Linked DNA regions of Zea mays: all the other regions are linked to region 3. Evidence: chromatin contacts called from public Hi-C data. All regions are on one chromosome and are shown on one strand. Each heading gives the region's core, a stretch centred on a gene start, on an enhancer-like site or on the middle of the called end of the contact. The rest is flanking DNA. Distances are from core to core; before and after follow the strand shown.

Evidence for each region. Hi-C and Micro-C count contacts between places; a contact is called where the count stands out from the background.
Region 1: a Hi-C map of leaf mesophyll shows a contact between it and region 3, with 2.6 times the contacts expected there. The contact joins the promoter of LOC100273557 here to the promoter of LOC103643147 in region 3. A contact is called at or near these places in 11 of 25 Hi-C or Micro-C datasets (bundle sheath, ear, endosperm and 4 more) and 1 of 3 datasets of contacts at active chromatin or transcription factors (leaf).
Region 2: a contact with region 3 is called in a Hi-C map of tassel, with 2.4 times the contacts expected there. The contact joins the promoter of LOC100383711 here to the promoter of LOC103643147 in region 3. A contact is called at or near these places in 3 of 25 Hi-C or Micro-C datasets (ear, leaf and tassel).

What each region holds. Positions count from the first base shown.
Region 1 is chr1:203,963,562-203,967,327 of Zm-B73-REFERENCE-NAM-5.0, reverse strand. It overlaps LOC100273557 (3-alpha-L-fucosyltransferase), which reads right to left and starts at 2,471. Exons shown (of 7, transcript NM_001147975.2): 1 at 1,957-2,471. The coding sequence starts at 2,304.
Region 2 is chr1:203,645,360-203,649,290 of Zm-B73-REFERENCE-NAM-5.0, reverse strand. It overlaps LOC100383711, which reads right to left and starts at 2,618. Exons shown (of 9, transcript NM_001176348.1): 1 at 2,351-2,618; 2 at 2,074-2,274; 3 at 1,637-1,786; 4 at 1,373-1,552; 5 at 452-529; 6 at 1-75. The coding sequence starts at 2,575.
Region 3 is chr1:203,833,031-203,836,861 of Zm-B73-REFERENCE-NAM-5.0, reverse strand. It overlaps LOC103643147 (bZIP transcription factor TRAB1), which reads right to left and starts at 1,884. Exons shown (of 4, transcript XM_008666300.3): 1 at 1-1,884. The coding sequence starts at 1,456.

The DNA.
Region 1 (3,766 bases), core at 1,222-3,721, 130 kb before region 3:
AGCAGCACATCACTAATTGTGCAAGCATGAACATATGAATCTATAATGCTTAAAGTCTGTATGGCCCAACAGAAATGAAATTTTAAAAATCATTTAGACAAAACGCCTTGTACCCTTCTTACTATACAAATCATAAACCCTTACATCAGTTTTATGAAACAAGTAAGTTCTACTCAGCATCGGCAATATCAAACAATAATAAATTAAAACAAATAGTGTGACAAAAAACAGAAAAAAAAACTTCCTTAGCAGGGGCGGAGATTCGAGTCAGCCAGCTTGGGCTGTGGCCCCTTTTTCATTCTAGCATGATATGTGTAATTAAAAATTAAGGCTTGTAATGCATGCTAGGCTCAAACTAGTATTTGCCTAGTATAATCCACCACTCAATAAACTTAAAATTTTGTAGAACTACGATTTCTTTATATAGGCGGACCCACTCCGTATTTTAGGCAAGTTCCACCACTGCTTTTAAAACAAGACTTCCCGTGGTTTCAGAACAACAAAACTGCAATTGAGGATTGAATTGAAAGGAGGGCATTGAGCAGTTGCATTTAAGAATTATTTACTCCTTTGTATTTAGAACACACTCCTTGAGTAACACACATTAATACTGCATCCACTTTCCTTTCTACATCAACATGACACAAGAATTGTTCTAATCTAAGAGCAATACACTTTCCTCCCGCCAAAAAGAGATGAATTGATGAAGAATAAGTGCCAAATGATAGGTTTCTAAACCAAATGCTATTCAAACTTACTACATTTATCTGAACAAACTATCCGAATTAACCATTTGAGACAATACAAGCATGCAGAGATCAGTGGCGGAGCCAGCCACGGATTCAAGCCTGGGCACCGTCAGGAGAAAGCGGCTCCATCTCCGGCTGCTGGCTTGCTGAGGTTGGGCGTCAGACGGCCGACTGCTGATGCTGGGCGCTGTGTTGGTCTGCTGAGAGCGTGCAGCCGGGGCTGGGCCTGGGCACGCTGCGCAGGGTGGCCGGGGTTAGCCTGCTGTGGCCACCGTCCGCTGGGCTGCTGTGAGCCGCGCCGAAGGAGGAAGGAGTCGACCAAGCCAGCAGAGGGCAGCCAACTGCAGCACTGGCGCGAGCGCGGCCAGGCCCTGGGGAGATGATTGGCTGTTGGTGCTAGGCAGCTACCTCTAGCGTTTGGCGTTGGTGACCGCGAGGGATTGAGGGTGAGGCCATGATGGTTAGCTGGCTAGCTGCCATGGGGAGGCCATGGTGTGACCACGTCTGTGGCTGATGAATACGAGCTGGTCACTTGCATGTCGTCGAAGGCGAAGCCCGGGCACGAGCCCAGGCTGGCCGGGCGATGCCTCCGCCACTGGCAGAGATACTTCCTATTTTCATTCAAGGAACAGAGTACTAATCTAGTACAAAGGTTCAGGGCTTTAGGCACATATAAACATGCCTCGACATAAAATCCAACTGGTTGAGCAGCTAGGCCGAGTCAAGGCTGGGCAGAGAGGGGAAACTAAAGTGAAGCATTTCATTTTTGGGTAATCTTATTTGTATCAGGCTCAAATTTCTCTCTTTGGCTCAGCTAAGCCACAAATACTTAAGGTTCCATAATCATATAGGAACCAGTGGCACCCTCTCAGACTATGCATATACAAGTCGTCCACAGACAATCTGAAGAAGTCCTTGTATGACGTTATATTGTTATTCGGACGACTTATTTCATAAATTCGTAATGAATGAAGATTTACGCTTAAAAATACAAGCATAAAATGCTGCCAGCTGCTGCTGTCATGCTTCACCAAGTATGAATACTTAATCAGGCGGATGGTCTAGGTTTCACGCAACAGAGATTTCGCCAGAACTTATGAAGTAACTTCGATCCACCTCAGCAGCAGGTCAGTGGAACCAATTCGTTAACAAACTAACTTTCCTAACTCAAACTAAGAGCACGAGGGAAAAAAGGCATGCACTAGACCTTGGCAGCGCCACCGACAAGCACGGGATCCCTGTCAAAGTCGCGGTCGTAGGGCACGGCGTCCTCCCTCTCGAGCCGCTGCTCGCACCGCCGGATCTCTTCGTCCTCGCCGTCGCCGTCGCCGTCTGCCCTCGGGACCGCGCCCCGGCCCACGGATTCACCCCAATGGGAGGAGCGGCGGTAAAAGGAGGTGGTCCAGCTCTCGACCACCTCGGCGTTCTTCGCCATGTCGAGGCGGCCGAGGAAGGCGATCTCGGCGAGGAAGGCGGCGCCTACGAGGAGCGGCAGCAAGCACCTCCATCGCCGCCGGCGGCCCGCCTGCGACTGCGAGTGGGAGGAGACCATCATTGCTGGCCCTCCTCGCGCCTCGCCGGCGCCGGGTGGGGAGTGGTGGAGAGATCGTGTGGGGCGACCAAGAGACGGTGGGCGGAGTCAGGCGAGTTTGGAACGAGCCAACGACCCCCCGCGCCAGCAGCCGCTGAGATCTTCCTCGCACGGGCACGGATTTGGTTCTGTTCGGCCGGCTCCAATTCTCCATTGGCACGGACGAGGGACGAGTCGTACTCGTACAGACAGACGGGCGCCGGCGAGAAGCAGGCATGTGGGATGGGCACCACGTGTCAGGGAAATGGAGTGGCCGCTGCCGCTTTGCCTTTGTTGGATTGGAGAGCCCGCCGGTGGGCTTTGACAGTTGGGCTCAAAGCAGTTTTCTAGTAGTTCGGGCTTGAAACGAAACCAGGCCGACATCGGGAATTGTAATCCAACGTGTGTTTCTAAAAGAAAGAAAGAAAAAATGTAAAACAAGTGTTTTGGAACCCTAAAAACAAACAAACGGCGTCCCTCAACTACCAGATCCAAGGTTGTTCCTGACTTTTCGGGGGCCCTGTAAGAAATCCGATATAGAGGCCCCATCCACACACAAATATATATAATTATACATATATTATACAAATATATATAATTATACATATATTATCGAATATTTGACGTATAAAAATTATTATGCATTGTTTTGAAGTTTATAAGATAACAAATGTAAAATATATCCAAAAACACTTAGTTGTTATCTGATATCATTAAAAATATCTTCTAACATTTTGTGATACAAAGTCATCGTTTATATTATTGAGATCAATCTTATCCAACAACTTTTTTCGATATATAGAATCGCTAAGTCATTTAACCTCTCTTGAGTTATCGTTGACCATAAATAGTTTACAAAATATTTCAATTTTAAAAAGCTTCTCTCTACCGATGCAATCATCATATGTATAGTAAATAATATTCTCTCTATATCAAAATAGAATTTATTTTGCTTCTTTAGTGGATTCATCATCATATAGTTGAATATAAATATAAAAATCAAGAAAGCTAAAACAAATACTATTTGAAACGGATGGAGTATTCGATAAGTAATTGAGACATTAGTTTAATAATCTAAACGAGACTGGTCGATAGCGCATCGCTTTTTACGTATTTGTGTCTAGAATTGTCGGGGACCATAATTAGGGGTACCCCCAAGACTCCTAATCTCAGCTGGTAACCCCCATCAGCACAAAGCTGCAAAGGTCTGATGGGCGCGATTAAGGTCAAGGCTCAGTCCTCTCAAGGGACACGATCTCGCCTCGCCCGAGCCCAGCCTCGGGCAAAGGCAGCCGACCCCGGAGGATTCACGTCTCGCCCGAGGGCTCCCTCAAGCAACGGACACACCTTCGGCTCGCCCGAGGCCCAGTCTTCGCAGAGAAGCAACCTTGGCCAGATCACCACGCCAACCGACCATATAGCAGGAGCATTTAAGGCAAGGATCGCC
Region 2 (3,931 bases), core at 1,369-3,868, 190 kb after region 3:
CTTTGCCCGTCTTAAAATATCAACCAGAATTATGATTTCCAACTCTTCACACCCATTTGCAATTGGAATAAGGACCTGTTTCCAATATCAAATCAACCTCATTCTTACAATAGAACAGCCAACACTCCAGCAAAATATAGTTGAACCCAATCATATCATTCCAAGTAATGTCCATTGGATATGAGTATGACTAAAATTCCCTAGAGGACTAGATATAATAAAAACAGCAATCCAGCATTTGAACAGGAACAGAGATCATTAAGTATAGCAGGCCAATTGTACAGTAATTTACTCTGATGAAGTGTTTTTAAAGATAATAAATGCCTAGATTAAAACTATATTTTTCATTTAAACATGATGCCCGACACACTGTGGCATAAAATCCTTGGTAAAGGACGGACCCATGTATAAGATGATCAAGCATGCAGTTTAAGCCTTTAAGGTGACTTACATCAGGATTGCGACCACAAGACCACTCAAGCTCATTGACTTCTGCACTCCTTTCAAGACCGTCATGAGTCTGTGCCATCTAGACGAATATACAAAATAACCGTCATCATTGATAAACAAAAACTGAGTAGTTTGAGTACATAGGTTGGGGGGCGGGGCACGAATGAAAAGGAGGAATTATGTGTCTCAGATTTTTTATTAATTTAATCTGGTAGGGGAGTAGGACCCATGACCTTGACTACAACAGCTATTCAGACTGAATTCCTATGTCAAACAACCTAATCAGCTAAAAGGAATAACTCCAATGGGGAAACACACTCCCCCCCCCCCCACCACCACCACTACCACACACACACCATACCATGCGCCCCAGGGTTTGTCCTTGGAGCATCCAATCCTTAAGGCTTGTTTGATTGCACTGCAATCCACATGTATTGAGGTGGAAAACTAGTTAATTTCCCACAAAGCCAAACAAGTCCTTAGGGAGGTCCTGAAACGAGCCTCTCATCTGGAGGATCTGCACACAGATATTCTCAGCGCTCTCATCAACAAAAAGACTACAAAATGAAGAAAAAAGGACTTGACCTGTGGGAAAAGAGAGCCATGTGGCAGTGCATTAAGAAGAAACTTCTCACATGCAATCTGAGAAACACCCTGAAGGCTGGCTACCCTGAACATGCCACAAAGGGCCAAGGACACGACCATGTGCATCTCACTGAAAGTGACTCAGGTGGTCACATATAACTTAGGAACACGACCAATGAGTGGTGTTTTTAACCTAGCCTACTTAAATTCGATCCTATAGAAAGTCGAACGCACGACCTGAGGTGCTATTAAGACTCTTATGACCATAAGGCTATAGACTCATTCGCTTAAATCTATTATGTGAAATACAAAAGTATTAAAGTTTCTTTTGACAAACCAAAATCTTGTCCATATCTTCAGCTGCACGAAGCCCAAACAATTGCTCAACAAATGATAAAGCGAACTGAAATGTTGTCCCTGGCCCACGACTTGTAGTAAGCTCTCCTGAAACCTGAACATTTGATTCAACTGCCCGGAATGCAGGGAGATCTCCTATAAAAGATGGGTGACAGGTGATCTTGTAAAGAAAGAAGTAAAAAAAATGTCACTACAAAACCCAAATATTAGTACAGTAAATTTATCCATATAGCAAAATGACCACCTTTTTTCTCCTGTGGAGACCCCACGGCACTAGAACAACCGCCGGTGCAGCACATATAGCACCATACAATCTTTTCTCCTCAGCCTGTCTAACTGTGATCCTCTGAAGGATGTCACTGTCTCTCAATCGCACTGAACCAGGCATTCCTCCCTGCACAGAGCAATGCATGGGTCAGATACTGTATTTTGTGCACTGCCATGTAACACCACAGAACAAAAAGGTGAGACCGTGAGAGATTGGTCACTCACCATCAGCAGAAGTGTTGTCAAATTGCTAGTTTTTTTACGAAAGATTGTCAAATTTTTGTTGTTGTCAAAATACATATTAGAACGGTTGACGCGCTTCTGAATCATTTCCCTTGCTAATTCCTATCCTAAATGCACTAAACTCCACAGGAACCATTTATGCTACTTGTAAAAGAAGAGGAAGTGAGTTACTGGGAGAGCCACAAGATCGAACACTTGGTCAGCGCAGGAGGCAATGTGCGTGTCCGCGATGATGCGGGAGCCGCAGGACGCCTCCACCTCGAGGCCGTCCTCCACAGAGGCAAGCGTCACATCAGCGGAAGCCCGCCGAAGGACACCGGCGATGATGACCGCCTCCATCTCCTCCGTACCCATGGCGATGGGCACGAGAACCTTCGCAATAGAAGGCGCGACGAAAAGTTAACATCGAGGTGCTTTCGGCGACAGGGGTGGCGAATGGAGACCTGACCTTCTTCTTTGGACAGGAAGGCGACGAGATGGCCGCTGAGGTGGCGGACAGCGACGAGACGGCTGCTGCGGTGGCGGAAAGCGTGGGGGGCGCCCGCGCCAAGGAGCGCGGTGGCGGTGGTCTAATGGAGGAGGTAAGGGAGCAGTTATGTGAGTTCAGCGGTGACCGTAGCTCCATGGCAGGAGGTGCAACGGGGGAGAGGAGAGGGTGCCATGGAGAGAGCATCGACAAACGCAGGTCGTAGGAGCGGGGAAGACGACGGGAGAAGCGAGTAGGCGTTTGGATATGGCATATGGAACACAGGTATGGATATGGGGAAGGGATACATGGGAAACGGGCAGCACGGCCTAGGCACGGGCGCACGGCCCTCCACCGGACCCGTGCTGACCCGAGTCCATGCACGCCGTCGTCGCAGCCGCGACTCCGCGTGAGGCCGTCACACCGCCGCCGTGCCGAGCCCGTCTCGCGCCACCGCAGCGCCGCACCCCTGCTCCCCGCGCTGAGGCCGTAGCACCGTATTATTCCATCCATCTTGGACTAGTTTACAACCTCAAATCCTCTTAAAATCTCTGGTTTTTTTCTACTCTAGGGCTAATTTAAAAACTTAAAATCTCCGTGATTCTTGAATATTAATCTCCGTGATTCTTGAATATTGAGCGAGAAATTAGCTTATTTTTTCTCAATCTCTAGAAAATTTCGAGGGATTTAAGTTTCTAACTAGATCTAAGATATTTAATTATTTAGGGATAGTTCGGTAACCCTATTTTTTAAAAAGATTTTTATTTTCCAAAAAAAAATAGTTTATTTTTTCTTATGTTCCGCTTGGATTATTGAATTGAATTACATTCTAATAATAATTTAAGTATATATATTAATTAAGTTAATTTGATTTTATTATTTTATGCAAAATGGAAAACACTTGAAAAAATGAAGTTGTCAAACTGACTTAGGTTTCTCTTCCCGAGTTTAGGTTCTCCCTAAGTAGGGATGGCAACGGGTACATGCCCGTCGGGTAGTACCATTCCATACTCGTACCCATTACCCATATATACTCGCGGGTATAAAATCTTACTCATACCCGTACCCGCTAGGAAAGTCTTAAATTCCAATATACAAATCACTCAAAATATTATATAAACATATAAAAACAACTTCAACTTCACATATAATAAATCATATAATTACATAACTTGGTATCTAGATAAATGATAGCTAGAGAAGGGTTTTATTTTAACTAAGATGGGTTCTATTAGATGGTTATAGTTGTATTGATGCAGGTATATTTTACCCATGGGTAGACGGGTATGGGTAGTTCCAACCCGTATTCGTACCTGTCTACCCAACGGGTAGAGGTTTTTACCCATTAGCATACCCGCGGGTAGAGAAATCATCCTGTACCCGCCTTCATATCGGGTTAAACCCGTCGGGTATTCTGGTTTCGGGTACCCATTGCCATCTCTACCCCTAGAAATGTTCCCTCCATGCTGTATAGCACCGAAAATCAAACAGTCTCCATGAAAATCAAACAGTAATCTGCTGTATAGCAGCGAAATTGTTCTGTGCATCACTGAACCATCATAA
Region 3 (3,831 bases), core at 635-3,134:
GGGCACGGGATCTAGCTGCAGACTCCCTGTTCTTGATCATCCTTCTCTGCCGCCGCTCCACGACCTTCTCCACACCCGCACCGCTCCGCCTTCCCCTTATCACTCCCTCAAAGGGGTAGGGCACTGGAGCCATCGGCGATGACAGATCCCCATTCCCCTTGCCCATAGAATCTAGTTGGGCCACCGACATATCCACCGGACTAACAGTGACCGCACCAGCCGCCATCCCAGCCACCCCAGGCATCAGGCCGTTGCCCATGGCCTGATCCCCGATCCCTACCGGCGCAAACCCCATCGCTCCAGCCCCGGCGTCATTGGCGCCTCCAAAGTTGCCGAAAAAGATGGAGGCGCCATTATTGACCGCCTGAAGCGGCCGCGTCGCAACCGGCTGCGCGGGGACAGCAGCAGCAGCAGCAGCAGCGGCGGCAGGGTTGTCACGGACGACCCCCGCCCTGACCAGGAAGTCCTCCAGCGTCATCTCCCCGAGGGTCGGCTGTCGATTGGGCTGCGGCTCCGGACCGCCAGCCGTCCCCTCCCGCGCGAAGTCCCGCCAGACCTCGTCCACCGTCTTGACGCTGAGCGTGCGCGGCAGGGTGAGAGACCCCTGCCTCTGCAGCGCCGCCCCGCCGTCGCCGGCCGCCCCCGCCGCGGGCTCCGAGGCCGACGCCATGGCCTGGCTCTCCTCTGCCGTCCAGATGCTCCGCAGCAGCTCGTCCATGTTCATGGAGCCGAAGTCCTTGCCGAGCCCTCCCCCCGTCCCGCCGAGCGTGTTCTGGAACTCGTCGAACGTGAGCGAGTAGATCGACCCCTGCCTCGACAGCGGCCCCGGCCCCGCCGCCCCCCTCCTCTCGCTGTCCTTGAGATCCATCGACCTCCTCCTCTCACTCACTGCGGCGGGCGACGAGGAAGCCGGGCGGAATTCGCGGCGCGCTATATAGGTTGCTTGCGGGTGGTCGAAGACGGCAAAGCGACGGGCGCGTGCGCGGGCGCAATCGATGCGTGGGACGACCGAATTGGAAGGCACGGGACCGGACTGTGGTGGTGGTGGTGGTGCTGTTGTTGGGTGGGCGGAGGCTGGCGGTGGTAGGCAGCCGCTACCTGTCCCGCTCGCCGCCTCGGCTTGCTTTGGTGCGGGCGATCTCGTCTCGCTGCGGCGGGGGCGGGGGTCAGAGTGCGGCGGCGGACAGGTGTCCCCTACCAGCGCCGCTGCGTACGTATAAAAAAGTGCCGAGCTCGCCCGGATCGTCTGCGCCGGTGCACGCGCCCGCACACCCACTGGCCACTGCCACGCCGTACCTGTCGCAGGTCGCAGAGGATCCGGGGAAGGTGGGATAGGCAGTGGAGCTCGGGGGGGCGTAGGAGTACTACGTGGCGGCACCGAGGCTCGAGCCGGTAGAGGCGACGCCGGGCCAATCAGAGCGCGAGACGTGGGGGCAGCGCCTCCGTTGGCAGCCATTTTTTTAACCCCCGACAAGAACAAGAGTCACCCACGAGGCCGCCACCGCTGCGGGCGCCGCCGCGGCTGTGACGCCGGGGAGTGGACCAGGACGGCATGGGGCCGAGGCATCAGTTGGCCTAGGTGGGTGTCAGTGGGCAGGTGCGCGGGGTAGGCGCGCATTCACGGAAGCATCGTACCAACCAGATCTGGGTGTAGCATGGGGTGCCCTTTTTTGGCTTCCTCTCCTCGTGCTTCGTACCGGTAGGGTACCACTACCAGTAAAAAAATTCGAGCAGTTCAGGGCATGTACAACCCAGATACTACTGCACGGTACTCCAAATACAAGATACAACTAAAACACAACATAATACAGTGGTCGTGTCTAAAACATGTGTCTTACGATATTCATTGTACCAATCAGAGTATTCAATAAATTAAAGTGACCAATCAGATAGTCTTCTGTCTCGAACATAGAGCTAAGACACTGTGTCTTCGTCAAGATACGTGTCTTGAGTTTTTTTACATTCACCCCCCTAGACACACTGTAAGACACAACTTAAAACACCCATTGTACATGCCCTAAAAATGAAATTCAGAACAACATCGTGCGGCACAGATTGGGGAATAGACAGTTAATTTTACAGGCGAATTCTTTTTATTTTGGGATTTAGGAAAGGGTCGACACCTGCTTGTGGCATCATGAGGCTGGCGCATGCTCAACTGACGAACTGGTGCATGATTTGAGATGGAATTTTATCAAATTTCTGGGATTCAAAATTTACGAAGAGGGAGCTGTCCTGTATTGATACTTTGGTAGGTACTAATGGTTTTGGCGGTACTAGTTAATAGAATTTTCATTTCCATCAGAGAGTTCATATTCCAGCATGTGCAACTGGATGGGAACTCGCGCAAGACGACCTTGGAGTGAAGCGAAAGGCTGTTCCCCGCTGTAACGACGTGCGGCACACGTGCTTCCTCGCTGCGACTTTAATCTAGTTGTACCTGCGATTTTTGCTGTATTATGTCTCTTCGTAGATTACAACTGCTACAATCCAAACAGCTGCAGCAGGACAACCCAATAAGCTGACCATAATTGTCACTGCTTATTTTCTACTAGCTTCTTTCTTTACGGATTTAAACAAAAAAAATCTCTACTAAATAGGACGCTTCTTCGATAACTTTTGTTTATTGCCTATTTAGAATGAACTGCAGCTTAAGCTGCTTTTCGCTAACTTCTCAAATAAATTGCTTTTCCAATAAACAATAGTTATATCAAACAAGCCCTATTGGGGACTTGTTCTCAAATGCTTTGAATTAAGAACAAGGCAACATAAAGTGTTAAATGTTAATGTCCTTCGTCTATGAAACATTAGAATAATGGATCTTGGACGAAGGTTAATAAAAGCATAATTACGAAGCTCGAATCTTCGTAATAAAATTTCAGTAAAAATTGTAAAATGACATAAAACAAAAGGTATGAAAGGAATAAATACATCATAGATGAATAACATTGTATTTTCTTAATATATTGAACCATTAAATACAATAATACCTTTGCCTTGGCAAAGAGTTGAATTCCGAGAGATGCGATTGTAATTAATCGAATGCCTGAACAGTAACGGAATACTGTTCACTATTTATAGGCACAGGACGCAGCCTGTGAGGAATTACAAGTATACCCCTTATAAAAACTTACAACATTGACTCAGACCTTTATGGACTAAAAGGTCATTCTATCTTTAAGTCGGTTTGTAATGCCGAAGCTTTACGAAGAGGAACCTTCGGCTATCTCATACAAACAGCTTCATCCGAGGACCACTTCTTTCTATAAGACCTTCGGCGACGAAGCATAGACCCAACAGTAGCCCCTTTCGCGGTGCTAGATCGTTTTTCGTAACGAGCTTGATCCGTGAAAAAAGTTTCTTAAGCTTCGGAGCGCCGAAGGTCTCAAAAACACCTTCCCTGAGCTCGTTGTCGAGAAACGATTCAATCTCCCTGCGCGTAGCGGCCCCACCTTGCAGAGTTACTGTTCGGTCTCTGCGGTCCACCGCACAGCGAGTGCGAGCGGGTGTCCGCCTGGTGTAAAACTTCTGGCGCTTCGCCTTCTTACCTGCGGCACTATATAAACAGACGAGTAGGTGTGAAGTTACCACAGCATTTACTGCTATTTGCACTGTTTTGCTGCCAAAATTTTTAACTGCCGCCGAAGCTTGTTTGTCGGAATCGAACGAAGCTCCATCTTGAAACCTGCTTCGGAGGAAAAAAGTATTAAAGTTTCACAAGTTCATAGTTAAATGGCCAGAATCCGTTCTACCGCTAGGGTTGAGCGTGAGGGGGACGAAACTGAAGCTTCGGAGACTGTTCCTATCTCCGAAGCCATGCAACGATCCGGG